4 separate regions of the Mus musculus genome follow, and all the other regions are linked to region 3. The links are chromatin contacts, called in public promoter capture Hi-C maps. All regions are on one chromosome and are shown on one strand. Each heading gives the region's core, a stretch centred on a gene start, on an enhancer-like site or on the middle of the called end of the contact. The rest is flanking DNA. Distances are from core to core; before and after follow the strand shown. Region 1 holds the start of H1f1 (H1.1 linker histone, cluster member). Region 2 holds the start of Slc17a4 (solute carrier family 17 (sodium phosphate), member 4). Region 3 holds the start of Gmnn (geminin). Region 4 overlaps Slc17a4 (solute carrier family 17 (sodium phosphate), member 4).

What was found. Promoter capture Hi-C pulls out the DNA fragments that hold promoters and counts their contacts.
Region 1: a contact with region 3 is called in a promoter capture Hi-C map of pre-B cells, with 5 times the contacts expected there. The contact joins the promoter of H1f1 here to the promoter of Gmnn in region 3. A contact is called at or near these places in 12 of 39 promoter capture datasets (3T3-L1-derived adipocytes, the HPC-7 cell line, cranial neural crest and 9 more), 1 of 484 Hi-C or Micro-C datasets (embryonic stem cells), 12 of 115 datasets of contacts at active chromatin or transcription factors (T-cell acute lymphoblastic leukemia, astrocytes, bone marrow-derived macrophages and 6 more) and 3 of 9 other capture datasets (adipose tissue, macrophages and pancreatic islet).
Region 2: a contact with region 3 is called in a promoter capture Hi-C map of pre-B cells, with 3 times the contacts expected there. The contact joins the promoter of Slc17a4 here to the promoter of Gmnn in region 3. A contact is called at or near these places in 5 of 39 promoter capture datasets (cranial neural crest, frontonasal cranial neural crest, hippocampal neurons and 2 more) and 2 of 115 datasets of contacts at active chromatin or transcription factors (large pre-B cells and pancreatic cancer cells).
Region 4: a promoter capture Hi-C map of pre-B cells shows a contact between it and region 3, with 4 times the contacts expected there. The contact joins the enhancer-like site here to the promoter of Gmnn in region 3. A contact is called at or near these places in 5 of 39 promoter capture datasets (cranial neural crest, hippocampal neurons, liver and 2 more) and 2 of 115 datasets of contacts at active chromatin or transcription factors (bone marrow-derived macrophages and large pre-B cells).

What each region holds. Positions count from the first base shown.
Region 1 is chr13:23,762,034-23,765,040 of GRCm38.p6, reverse strand. H1f1 (H1.1 linker histone, cluster member) reads right to left here and starts at 1,373. Exons shown (of 1, transcript NM_030609.3): 1 at 629-1,373. The coding sequence starts at 1,324. The coding sequence ends at 683. H3c1 (H3 clustered histone 1) reads left to right here and starts at 2,655. Exons shown (of 1, transcript NM_013550.5): 1 at 2,655-3,007. The coding sequence starts at 2,688.
Region 2 is chr13:23,913,574-23,916,396 of GRCm38.p6, reverse strand. Slc17a4 (solute carrier family 17 (sodium phosphate), member 4) reads left to right here and starts at 1,390. Exons shown (of 12, transcript NM_177016.3): 1 at 1,390-1,471.
Region 3 is chr13:24,760,365-24,763,504 of GRCm38.p6, reverse strand. It overlaps Gmnn (geminin), which reads left to right and starts at 1,568. Exons shown (of 7, transcript NM_020567.2): 1 at 1,568-1,692.
Region 4 is chr13:23,897,066-23,900,267 of GRCm38.p6, reverse strand. Slc17a4 (solute carrier family 17 (sodium phosphate), member 4) reads left to right here. Exons shown (of 12, transcript NM_177016.3): 12 at 1,359-2,379. The coding sequence ends at 1,493. Among named protein-coding and RNA genes, the nearest start is that of Slc17a4, 16 kb to the left of the region's middle. Within about 2 kb of position 1,862, at least 30 of the 459 cell types and tissues checked have an H3K27ac peak or open chromatin away from gene starts, as enhancers often do. A contact at or near this core is called in pre-B cells, where this site is marked.

The sequences.
Region 1 (3,007 bases), core at 124-2,623, 1.0 Mb after region 3:
CAAGAGCTGCCTGTGAACATTGCAGTACATGGGAGATAACCACTTCCTCACAAAACCAAGCCTCCAAGCACCTAGCATTCCTGTAAGGAACAGTCTTGGTGGGCTTGAATTAAAAAAACTCTATTGCAGCCGGGCGTGGTGGCGTTCGCCTTTAATTCCAGCACTGCAGAGGCAGGCGGATTTCTTAGTTCAAGGCCAGCCTGGTCTAGAGTGAGTTCAAGGACAGTCAGGGCTACACTGAGAAACCGGTCTCGGGCCCCCCCCCCCCCCCTAAAAAAACAAAACAAAAAAAACTCTATTGCATGTGAACCCTTGCTGCAGCCCACTCTTACTGATCAAGCACCTGAGTTCTCATCCTCATTGGCAAAATAGGACCTTATCTGGTTGAGGCACCCAGGCCATTGCACTACCATACCATAGAGAGCTTATCCACCACACCTGGAGAGGGTAGCGCCTCCCAGGGCTAACAAGGCTGTTTTCCCAGAATCTCAGGGAAATAAAACTAGAAACTAGACTGACCCAAATTGTCAGTTTACTGGGGGAAATTAATAATGCCTAAATCCCACCAGGCTTGTACCCAAATGCAGTTGTTATAGTGTGAAACAAGTGTCAGGCTCTTTGAGTTATGTTGGTGGCTCTGAAAAGAGCCGTTGGGTTATTTATAGAAGAAGCCTCCAACTGTTCACTTTTTCTTGGGCGCTGCCTTCTTGGGCTTAGCTGGGGTCTTTGGCTTTGTCACTTTCGCCTTGGAAGCCTTAGGCTTCACTGCCTTCGCCTTGGCAGGGCTTTTGGCTACCTTCTTGGCCTTCACCACCTTCGGCTTCTTGGGGCTCTTGGAAGTCTTCTTGGAAACTGCAGGCTTCTTGGGCTTCTTCGGAGTCTTGACAGTCTTCTTAGCTGCAGCCCCAGCAGTCTTCTTAGGTTTCTTAGCAGCCCCGGATGCTTTCGCCTTCACTGACACCTTGGTGGTGATGGCCTTGGACTCAGCCTTCTTGTTCAGCTTAAAAGAGCCAGCAGCGCCGGTGCCCTTGGTCTGCACCAGTGTGCCTTTATTCACCAGGCTTTTCAGCCCCAGTTTGATGCGGCTGTTGTTCTTCTCCACATCGTATCCCGCCGCAGCCAGCGACTTCTTGAGCGCGGCCAAGGACACGCCACTGCGCTCTTTGGAAGAAGAAACTGCCTGCACGATGAGCTCCGACACCGAAGGTCCCGCGGGCTTCTTCCGAGGAGCGGCAGCTTTTGCCGGCTTCTTGGTCTTCTTTGCAGCAGCAGGTTTCTCCGTGGCAGTAGAAGCAGCCTGAGCGACTGGCGCCGTCTCCGACATGGTTGCTGATGAATAAACAACAGCTATACCCAAGACGAAGAAAAGAAGTAGAAAGACAAGGCCCCTGCACGGAGTATTTATAGAGCAGTGCTGTGCTGTGATTGGTGAATGCTAACGCCCGCCCCCTGGACCCTAAGGCCCCGCCTCCCGTGCGCCTGTCTGCCTGCAAGATTTCAGAAACTAACTCCTTTGCGATTCCACCGACCTAGCTTCGTGTTTTTGCAGGTAGAGGAGGCGGCCTCAAAACTTCTCCGGCTGGCTGCTTGAGGTGGAATTTCAACCACAGCAGATTCTCCTTGTACTCTCCTGTTTTATCATCAGAAAGTGGTAGATGCCTATCAAAAAGGAGCTCAACTAGTGAAAGGTGGCTGTAAATTAGTCAATTAAAACCCAGAAAGCCAGCTTGTGGGCCTTCTCTGCGGGTTTCAGTATTGATTCTTGGCAGTAATGGGAGCAATGTATCGTTACTTTATATTTTAGTTATGCAAGAGGCTTAGTGTTCTTTTAAGGAGTGTCAGCTTGCGACAGTGATTTCATATTGTGAGCCAGTAGTGGCTCAAATAAAAAGAGAAAAGGCAGGACACGACTTTTCCCAGGATATGCAAGTACACAATAGCTCTGGGAAAGTCTTGCCCATTTTTTTTTTTAAAGAATTTAAAAGTGCAATCCTAACATGGTATGACGATTTCTATAGTTTATAGTTAAAAAATTGTTTTCGAACGTATCAGTGATATCTGGCCAAAAATGCGTGAAAGTATTTTGAAAATTCAAGCTCCAAATGCAAGAACTCAAAGCATCCATACAAGTACAGCCATTTAATGAAGAAATGCTCAGAATAACCCGAGTCAGACGTCTGTACTTTTACTCCCATGTTTCTCTCCATTTCTTTACAGTGTGGGTTGCAACAAAATGGAGACTTTCCACGCAAATGAAGAGTTCTAAATCTGCTGTTTTAGTGGCTATTTACGAAAGGCAGTAAACCAATCAAAAGGTAGAATCTGGCCTACTCTCCTTCAATGTAGAAGTCACATTGTTACATTTCAATAATGAAGATAACAAGATTGTTCTCTATTCTTCAATGCCACTAAGTCCAAGCTGCAATGTGTTTGGAAGCAGATGTGCTGTAGAAGATAACAGTCACTGGAATTTTATTCCATTTACTTTAAAACACACACATACAAAAATAAGTACCGCGGCAGACTACCTTAGCCTCAACTGCAGTTCTTAAACATAAACCAATCAGAGTCTTAAACGTCACAGATAACCAGTATTTTCATCCAATCACTATCCTTTGCATACTATAAATAGTAGTTCTGAACTCACCATCTCCAAGTGCTCACCAGCTTGCTTTCTAGTTTTTGCTATGGCTCGTACTAAGCAGACCGCTCGCAAGTCCACCGGCGGCAAGGCCCCGCGCAAGCAGCTAGCCACCAAAGCCGCCCGCAAGAGCGCCCCGGCCACCGGCGGCGTGAAGAAGCCTCACCGCTACCGTCCCGGCACCGTGGCGCTGCGCGAGATCCGGCGCTACCAGAAGTCGACCGAGCTGCTGATCCGCAAGCTGCCGTTCCAGCGCCTGGTGCGCGAGATCGCGCAGGACTTCAAGACCGACCTGCGCTTCCAGAGCTCGGCCGTCATGGCTCTGCAGGAGGCCTGTGAGGCCTACCTTGTGGGTCTGTTTGAGGA
Region 2 (2,823 bases), core at 141-2,640, 850 kb after region 3:
CACTTGAGAAGGTAATATATCAGCCACAGCTGCCAGCTGCTCAGACATAGCCCTGACATTTCCCAGACTGTGTCAGAAGCCTCCCACTAGCCAGAGACTGCTGACCACAAAGAGATCTATGGTTGGCGCCTACAATGCTCCATTTGCAGAGGCCCCTCTGGAGGATGCAAGTGTGGTTCATTTGGAAGAAGCAATGTTTGGAGGACAGGGCAGACTCCTTGCTGTACCTTGTTCTGGCTACATTAACAGGTTGTTTGGTTCACTTTGTCACTCTGGTGAGAGACAACATCCTGATGTAGCAGCATGAGCCTGAGGCCTAAGATAGAACTCTCAGGTGATCTATTCTCACCTGTGCTTGATCTTTATCATTTTAGAGCAGGATGAGTTGGTAACAGGAAGGAAGGGTGAGGGGACAGAGGATTTAAGGGTGACAGTTGCAACCGTGGATCAATCAGCAGCACTGGTCACAGCGGAGGCAGCAAAGGTAGCAGCGATGGTAGGGCAGAGATCACGAAAGCCAGGAAGAGCTGAAGACAGGAAAATGAGGTCATTGGAAGAGTTCCAGAGACCTACCAAAAGGGTCTCAGATACCACGGGTCCATTAGCTGCAAAAGAGTCTGTCAACAGCTCAGAATCCTAAACAGCGCAACATCTATCATCGTAGGTCCCAAGATTGGATGCTTGTACGAGAGCTGCAGCCCCGGATGTCGCTGGCTCTGTTGTGTGCACCACTGCTGGAAGCTGAGGACCAAGTGCTGAGACCACTAGATTAATCCTAGAGCAGTAAGCCTCTGGCCTGAGAATATGTTAAGCTCTAAGTGTCTGGCTTCTATAAGGTCAGTAGGCCTATAGCTGCTCTCTGTGTAAAATTAGTTCTATTAAACATGGATATGGTGGAAAACAGCCACTTAAGAGACAAGATGTAACCCTATCTATGAAGATTATTGTACTCCTGAGATCATAGATGATGAAGATGCCATTAATGAGCTGCTCAGAGGGTTGACCTGATAGCTTGGCAGGGAAAGATAAGTGTCATTGTGCTCAATAGCTTGAATTGTGACCTTGAGATCAACATGGTGGAAGGGAAAAACCCAGTCTTGAAAGCTGTCCTTTGACCTCAATAAGTGAAAACTTACCCACACACACTCTAACACATAAATAATCACATATAATGTAAAAGTTAAAAATGAGGCAAGCAAGAGTAGTAGCAGGACCCACAGAGAATCTGGGAAGATGTATGTGACTTCACATGAACTTCAAGTATGAGGAAGATAGAGTGAACATGGTCAGGTCATCAATTAAATAATAAAACAAAGTTAAAAATTAAATGGTTGAGCCAATAAAAGCCTCCATTTGGTAAGATAAAAGCTAAAGGCCCTGAGTAATAATTCACTCCTCTGGGTTAGACAGCTGCAGAAAGCTGAGAAACCGATAGGATCCCAGCCAAGAGCCGGCTCTCCGCCTTCCTCAGGTTTGCTTTCCAGTTCTTGCTCTGGTTCTGACGGTGTGGGAACGGACCTTTTCCTGTTGAGATTATAGGTGGTGTGCAGGACTGGGTTTCTTTTGGGAGATGGTTGTGAAAAGTGAGACAGGAGGCTGCTTTTTCCTAAAACAAACGAGGTCTATAGGAACTCCAGAAGGAGAGGGAGGGAGGAAGACAGACATGGAAGAGGGAGACAAAAGCCAGCGGTGGGTGGGTGGGGACAGGAAAGGTAGGAAACAGGGAGAAAGGGAGAGAGAATACTGTCTGAAGCAACTAGAAGGGAACACCAATCGTAAGGTCAGGTCTTGCATTTCTTAGGGTTACTGACGCTGGAAAATTGCACAAAGCACTCATGCATTTAACTTGTTTTTGTGAGATACACTAGTTTGTAGAAACAGCACTAACCAAACAGACTGAGGCAAAAAAACCAAACCAAACCAAACCAAAACACCCTGTTGTTTTAAAGAATATTTTTAATAGGCTTCAAAGGTCAAATTAACAAAAAAACCAGAGTAAACAGAATTTTCATGGGAGAATGGGGGACTGAAGCAAATAAAACCCCCTATGGCTTTATGCAGTGGTCCAGAGTGCTCTTTTCTTTTGCTGTCATGTTCCTGGGAGAGGACTTCCCTCTCAGCTCAGAGACAGCCACGGTATACCAACAGACTGGGTGGTTAGAATAGGCAGATCGTATGTTCTCACTGTCAGCCCCTTAGTTGTTATCATCTGTACTCTTCTGCTTCCTTCCTAACTAGGCCATTCTTGTTTTTCTTTCTTATCATATTGTACTCTGTGACTCACTGGAGCATGTGTCCTGCATGCTGTCTGTGGTCATGTCTTTTGCCCTTCAGCAGCCTTGTCCAACCCTCTTCCTCTAACTGACAAACTCCAGAGATTAAGGTCTTCTGTTTAAGTAGACGCAGAGCCACTCATGCGAGCAAACCTCCAGTCATGCTGGAGAAAGCCACGGAAGCAAGCCTTCCATTTATTGCACATATGTTTACTGGGTCAGTGAATGAGCCAGAGGCTGGTGAACTCTGAGGCATTGCGTCACTGCAAGGGTCTGGAAAGCTAGAAAGGAAAAAGCTGGCCTGAATCCTGTCTTCAGTTCCATGAGTGAGAGACTCTTCTGTCCAACCAGTCTCCCTAAGGTGTGAACAAGAGTCAGCAGATGGTTTTAGGTTTCCAAGCACAATCTCAGGCTTGACCCATTTCATTCTGCCAGTGTTGGTTTGGATTTAAGTTGTTTGTCAATTTTATTCTGAATTGCAGATGGTGTAAGCTGGAATCTTGTCGGTATCTGTCCACTTGCAGCTATAGTAGCGACACGCCTGGGTGTT
Region 3 (3,140 bases), core at 319-2,818:
GAAAAGAAAATTCTTTTAAAACTTTGAGTAACAGCCTCAGTGTGGTGTTGGTGCACACCTATAATCCCAGCACTCGGGATGCAGAAGCAAGCAGATCTCTATGAGTTCGAGGCCAGCCTGTTCTACAGAGTGAGTTCTTGGACAGTCCAGGCTACACAGAGAAACCCTGTTTGAGAAGCAAGCAAGCAAACAAAATAATCCACAAAAATTTGAGTAGGAAGAATCTTAACTTTCCCACCAAGAACTTTCTTCCTCATCCAGACCTGAAGTCCAGGTCTCACTAGAGAGCATGAGAGAGCAAAGGAGAAGTCGCCAGTATTCTGAGGGCAGAACACATATGCAGTTCCTCTGGAACTTGCCAGGGGACTTGAGGCTGAGAGGTGATAGTGTGGTAACTGGCTGGACCATAGAATACAGGTTCTCTGTGGAAATGGATAGAATATTTTCCCATTGAGCAGGATTTAGTGCTGGCTAACATGCAACATTTTGTATGTGTACAAATGCTTGGCCTGCATGTATGGGACCTGCTGCCCCCCTTCCCCCCACTGCCATACCTTCCCGACTCTGAGGACTGTACGCTTAAATTGTGAGCCCCGACAAACCCTTCCTTAAGTTGCACTGGTCAGGTATTTGTTACAGCAACAAGTAAGGTGACAAATACATTGACTTTTCTCAGCCTCTAGGCCATCGCGGTTCCCTTGGCCCTAGTTCTGTTTCCTTCTAAATTGTTATTGACTGATAAAGCAGGTTCTGGTGTTAGCAACCCTACTGCATTCTGTCTATGTAACCTGGCTGGCTTTAAACTTATATTTATATAGCCAGCCAGGAAGTCCTTTATAGAGGTTTCCTGTATTGCAGCCCTCCCTCCTTTGTTTAGATTTACTGAGGTATAGTTTAGGTTTTTCAAAGTTGCCTGTGTGATGCATATTCATCTTGGTGTCCATGAAGGGCATCAGATCTCCTGGAACAAGGGCTATGGATGGTTGTAAGCCACCATGTGGGTGCTTGGAACCAAACCCAGGTTTGTCCCGTGCAAGAACAAATGCTCTCAACCAAGGAGCCATCTTGCCAGTTAATTGAGGTCTAGTTCAAATACAGTAAAAGTCATCTGTCTTAAGTATAGAGTTAAAATTCCTCAGCTTCAACTTTTTTTGTTAGCTTGAAGCGGGCCCTTGCTATTTCTAGTGACTGTCACAGTGTGACTTTTGAGTCATCACGTTTCGTCTGTTTATTTGCTTCCTTTAGTGTGTGCGCATCTAGGTATGCATGCTTGCATGTATGTATATTAAAAACTAAACACACAAAATACCTTGGAAAAAATATATGTATATTCTCGTGTTTGCCGCTAGTGAGAGTCTCTTTTGTCCTCGCCGGCAGACACTTGGAGCCGGAAGCGGAGGGTCAGACGGCAAGGTCAGAGGGCACACACTCCTAAGGCAAGAGGAACCTCGGTGACCTCTTCCAGAGACTGCACGCACCTTGGCTGGGTGCGCAGGCGCACGGAAGCCACGGGCGCGGTGGGCGGCGGCGAGAGGCGATTGGCTGAATGCCGAGGCTCCGCCTTTCGGCGCGTCAGCTACCGGGTCGGCGGGTTAGTCTGCAGGTTCGGGTCGTTCTGGCGTCGTTGAATCCGGTGTGGTGCCAGGGCCTTGTGCGGCTCTCACGCTCGCCGGGAACTGAGCATTGCTGTCTGTGAGTCCGAGGGCGCGGGAGACCGAGGGCGGGGCGAGTGCAACTCCGGCCGCGGGATCGCCGGGCTGGCCCGAATGCCCGGCCTGCTTCTCAGCCACGGGGAGCCGGCCTGGGAGGCGACGATTTGAAGGGACCCGAGTCTGGGGACTTGAAAGGGACCCGAGTCTCGGCCCGACTGCAAGGCAAAGCTGGGCGAGCTGAGACGAGGGGCTGCGCCATTGGTGAGGTCGGTTTTGGCGCGCTCTGGTGTTCGCTCTTCCTATTGGCTGGCGCGCGCCGCGTTGGGCGGGGCCGGCGCGCCCGGGGAAGTTTGCTGCCTCGGAGTCCGGGCTGATTGCACGGCTAGGGGTTGAACTGGGTGTAGATCCCTCCCGCCTGCTCACCAACTGCAGCAAACGCTACTCCTGGGACAAGGGCATTGAGTCCTGCGTCTGCTCTCCCAGTGGTGCCGCTGTAGGTGATAGTAGGTTCTCCGACACTGTCTCTGTGCTCACGACTCACTAATGATAGCGGGATCTTGGCCCACTGCCTTCGTTATCCAAGTCTGGGCCTGGTGTCAGTGCTCAGTCTCCTGCACCCAGGAGGTTGAGGCAGGAGGTACAGGAGTTCAAGGTCAGCTTTGCCCACTTAGCCATTTAAAAAGAAAAGAGAAATACATCAAAGCCCCTGCGAATAGGTTTCCGATCGGGTTTTTTGTTTGTTTGTTTGTTTGTTTGTTTGTTTTTCCGAGACAGAGGGTTTCTCTGTGTAGCCCTGGCCTGGAACTCACTCTGTAAACCAGGCTGGCCTTGAACTCATGAATCCGCCTGCCTCTGCCTCCCAAGTGCTAGGATTAAAGGCGTGTGCCACCGCTGCCCAATTTTTGTTTTGTTTTGTTTTGTTTTGTTTTTGGCGATCGGGTTTTATTAACTTGAAATAGAATAGGAAATAACAGAACACCACTCTGGCTGGGCTATAAGTTGTTTATATTTGCATACATGGGTGAGTGCCAGGGCACAATGTAAATTTTTAATTACATGTAAGTAAGAGGTGGGGGGTACAGTTTACCGTTCCCCCTAGCCTCCTTTTAAATTCAGCTTGGTCTTGTGTTTGCTACGTAGCTGACTATAACCTTGAATTCTGGTTCTCTGCCCAGCTGCTGGTATTATGGACTTGTGTCTGGTTATGCAGTACCAGGAACTGAGCTGAGCCTTTGTGCATGCTTGTTATGCACAGTACTCACTGAGCTCGACATCTTGGTTGGAGCCAAAAGATCTTGGGTTTTGTTTTTGTTTTTGAGACAGGCTCTTGGCTGCGTAGCCTAGGCTCCCATAGGCTCCTATCTCCACCGTGTTCCAGGATTGCAGTCATGTGCATGATGCTGTTCTTTAGGGTGAATGGGCCCAAGTGTCTGTTTGGCTTTTCCCAGTGCCCTTTTCTCAGGTCTTTTTGAGATCTCTGTAGTTTGT
Region 4 (3,202 bases), core at 613-3,112, 860 kb after region 3:
ACTCAGTGTAGCGAGTTTACAGTTTGTGAATTTATACAAGATGAACATCTCATGTTAAAATCCAGAGTTGCCAGTAATATTTATGGCATTTCTCCTTCAGTATCATCTGATCACCCGTCATAGTTTACCTCAAACTGAGGGGGTCTCAGGATTTCTGGTAGGCTTTCAGTGCTAATATATCTTGAATGTTCTGGGCAAACAAGGATGGAGTAGTTTTTCTATCTAGGAAGCTAACAAGTCTTTGGAAATGGCTGTACAAATGGTTTAGTGAATGGAAGCAGCGTGAAAAGCTCCCTGCAGCTTACACCTGCCTTCCCAAGTGTTCGCTCTGCCACGCATGAGCCATTTGCCCAGAGCAGAAGCTCCGGGAGCCTGGTGCTGGGATGCTGCTTTCTAAGTCTGAAGCCTTCCATCCGGGAACAAACACCTTGACATAGTTACAATATACGAGGCAAGGCGGTGCATGTTTATAATCCCCGCACTTGTGAGGCCAGTTTGGTCACGTTGTTAATCTGTCTCACAAACAAATCCTTGAAAGAAGAGAAGGTTAAAAAAAAATAAATAATTAAACCCAATGACTTGATCATTGCCTAAGAATTATACAGATATAAATTTCAGATGGAAATGGATGTCTGTGACATTTATAAAAATCCTCATTTTTAACTTGCCCATGACTGTGTGTTAGTAACTCAGGGAAAAGGCAGGAGATTAAGAAAAGATTTTTGTTTTAATGAAATCAAATTCCCTCTTGCTTTTGAAGCTTCCATTCCTTCCTAGTCTCCGAAAGCACACTGCTAGGGATTGTTTAAAAGGTAATTCTCATAGAGGCTTTGTTTCTCTTGCCACTTGACTGACTGATCAGTACATTCATTCATTCAACAAACTATTAAATATTAGCATGTACTAAACCAATTGTTTTAGCAAACAAACATACAAAAGTCTCCCAGTCGTACCCCATGAAATCCATATTGAAAAAAGAAATTGACAGAAAACTAAAGTGAATTACAGACATATTATTCTGAAAAGAGAGAGTAGGAAACATGGCTGATTGTGTGTGTGTGTGTGTGTGTGTGTGTGTGTGTGTGGTCAAAGAGGAATCTTTGAAAAGGTGACATTAAACAAGTGCTAGAGTAAAAGTGAGAAAGTGACTCAAATGATGGGAAGTGCCTTTAGCAGAGGGAAGAGGGGGTATGTGGTCCTGGTGTGGGGCATGCAACATTCTATCCCAGAAGCAAGATGGGAGCCATGAAGGCTGAGCTGAGATAGAAGAAGGAACATCAAGGTGTAGAACCACAACTGTTCTGAGCCAGGGGCAAGAAGCAAGCCACCATTACTAACAGGTAGCTTCCTGTCTCCAGGATTCAGAGTTTGGCTGGAGAAATGTCTTCTTCCTTGCAGCTGCTATTGATGTAGTAGGCCTGCTCTTCTACCTCATCTTCAGCCGGGCAGAGGTACAGGACTGGGCTAAGGAACCGACATTCACCCATCTCTGAGCAACGTTAGTGATGAGTAAAAAAGACTTGCTTTTGTGCCCACTGGACAGCTAAAGCTCTCCTACTGGAAGAGGCTTCATTTCAGGATCATTTAAGAGACCCTGGCTGTGTGATACTAAAGGTATTTTTTTCCATGCCTGGAGATTTCACAAAGGAAAGAAAAGACTGGTTATTTAGAACTGTGTGCTCCTGAAATCACAGGTTCTACAAATCCTCTATACTTTCCCCTGTTGCCATGGGACTGGAGGAGAGTTTGCCCCGAAGTACAGCAGTGACGAGTTGGAACCACAGGAGAATGATACCACGAACTCTAAGCTGTCAGCAAAGAGAACCGACAGCCTGGAAAACAGGATGTTTGTGAGCCGGAAGTTCTGCAGCTGTAGCCAAGTGAGGAGGTTAAAGAATTACTGTGGCTCTTGGTGCGTGTAGGATGTCTAACTGAAAATAGTCAGGATGAAGAGCAATAAAAAAATTAATCCATCATGCAAAAAGCAATGAACTTTCTTCAACTAATACAAGAGGAGTAGTAGAATCTAGTCATTCCAGACAGCTTTCTGTATGTGGATCCTGGCTTTGGATCAAAACCACTTCTGCAATAAGAACACCAACCACCCAGGCACTCTCTGGAGTCCACTGTTCTATTCACATCTTTCTTCTTTCTGACCACTTTAGCCTGGGTCCCTCATCTGTATGTAGATTTGTGCAAATCCCTTATGTCTTAGTCTTAGGGAGTAGAATTGCCTTGTGTGTCTCTGATCTCCTCAGGTACTGCTTTGCAGCATCATGGATACCCTATGCCTGTTTCTCTGATGCTTACAATCGCAGCCATTGTTCACCAGGCCTCATTTGATGTAAAATGTCTCCTAAAAATGTATGTGAGACCCGTGCTTGCTTCACTTCATTTCCAATGTCTCTTTTCATTAAGAATCCACACAGGTGACACAGGAACAACAAAAGAGAAGAGAAATGCTCAAACACTAAATGAATATTAATGGATACATTAGTGTGTATGGAAACAGGTCAGACATCATAATCATGAACAGCTTGTAGTAGTTCATTATCACAGGGGGATATGTGACTTTACTAAAAGTATCACAAGGGAGTGCGTAGTGATAGCTGTGCAATATGTAATAAGGAGGGGCACATCTTACTAAAATAAGGAAGTGTCATGCTCTAATTTAAGGGTGGCCGCCATTACACAGCATCAATTGAGCTGGAATCTGAAGGTCACTTCATGTAGGAGCCTGGTGCTAGGGATGTTCTAGGAAGACCCTCTGGGAAAATCTGCAGCATATAGAAAGGTTTGGTGCAGGAGAGAAAAATCGGGTGAATAAGAACAGAGTGGGCTATGAGAGGTTCTAGAAGTATGGAGGTCAAGAACACACGTGGCGCTGTGGACCCAGTGAAGAAAGAGTGTTGGTCTTTACATTGAAATCAGTGGAGGTATTTTAATGGGAAGGGACATAATCAGGTTCTGATTTTCAGTGGTCACACTGCATAAGAAAGTTGGCTTGGGGGGTTCCAGTGCGATCCCAGGAGTGGTGGTCCATTGCATGGGTTGGGGGAGGTAGTAGGACATAACCTCACATTTCACTAGATTCTTATATAGCCCAGGACCATCTGCTTCTGGGTGGTCCTGACCACAATGGGCTGGATTCTCTTGCACCAGCTAAAAACACATTATAGGCTAATCTACTTTGATCAATGCT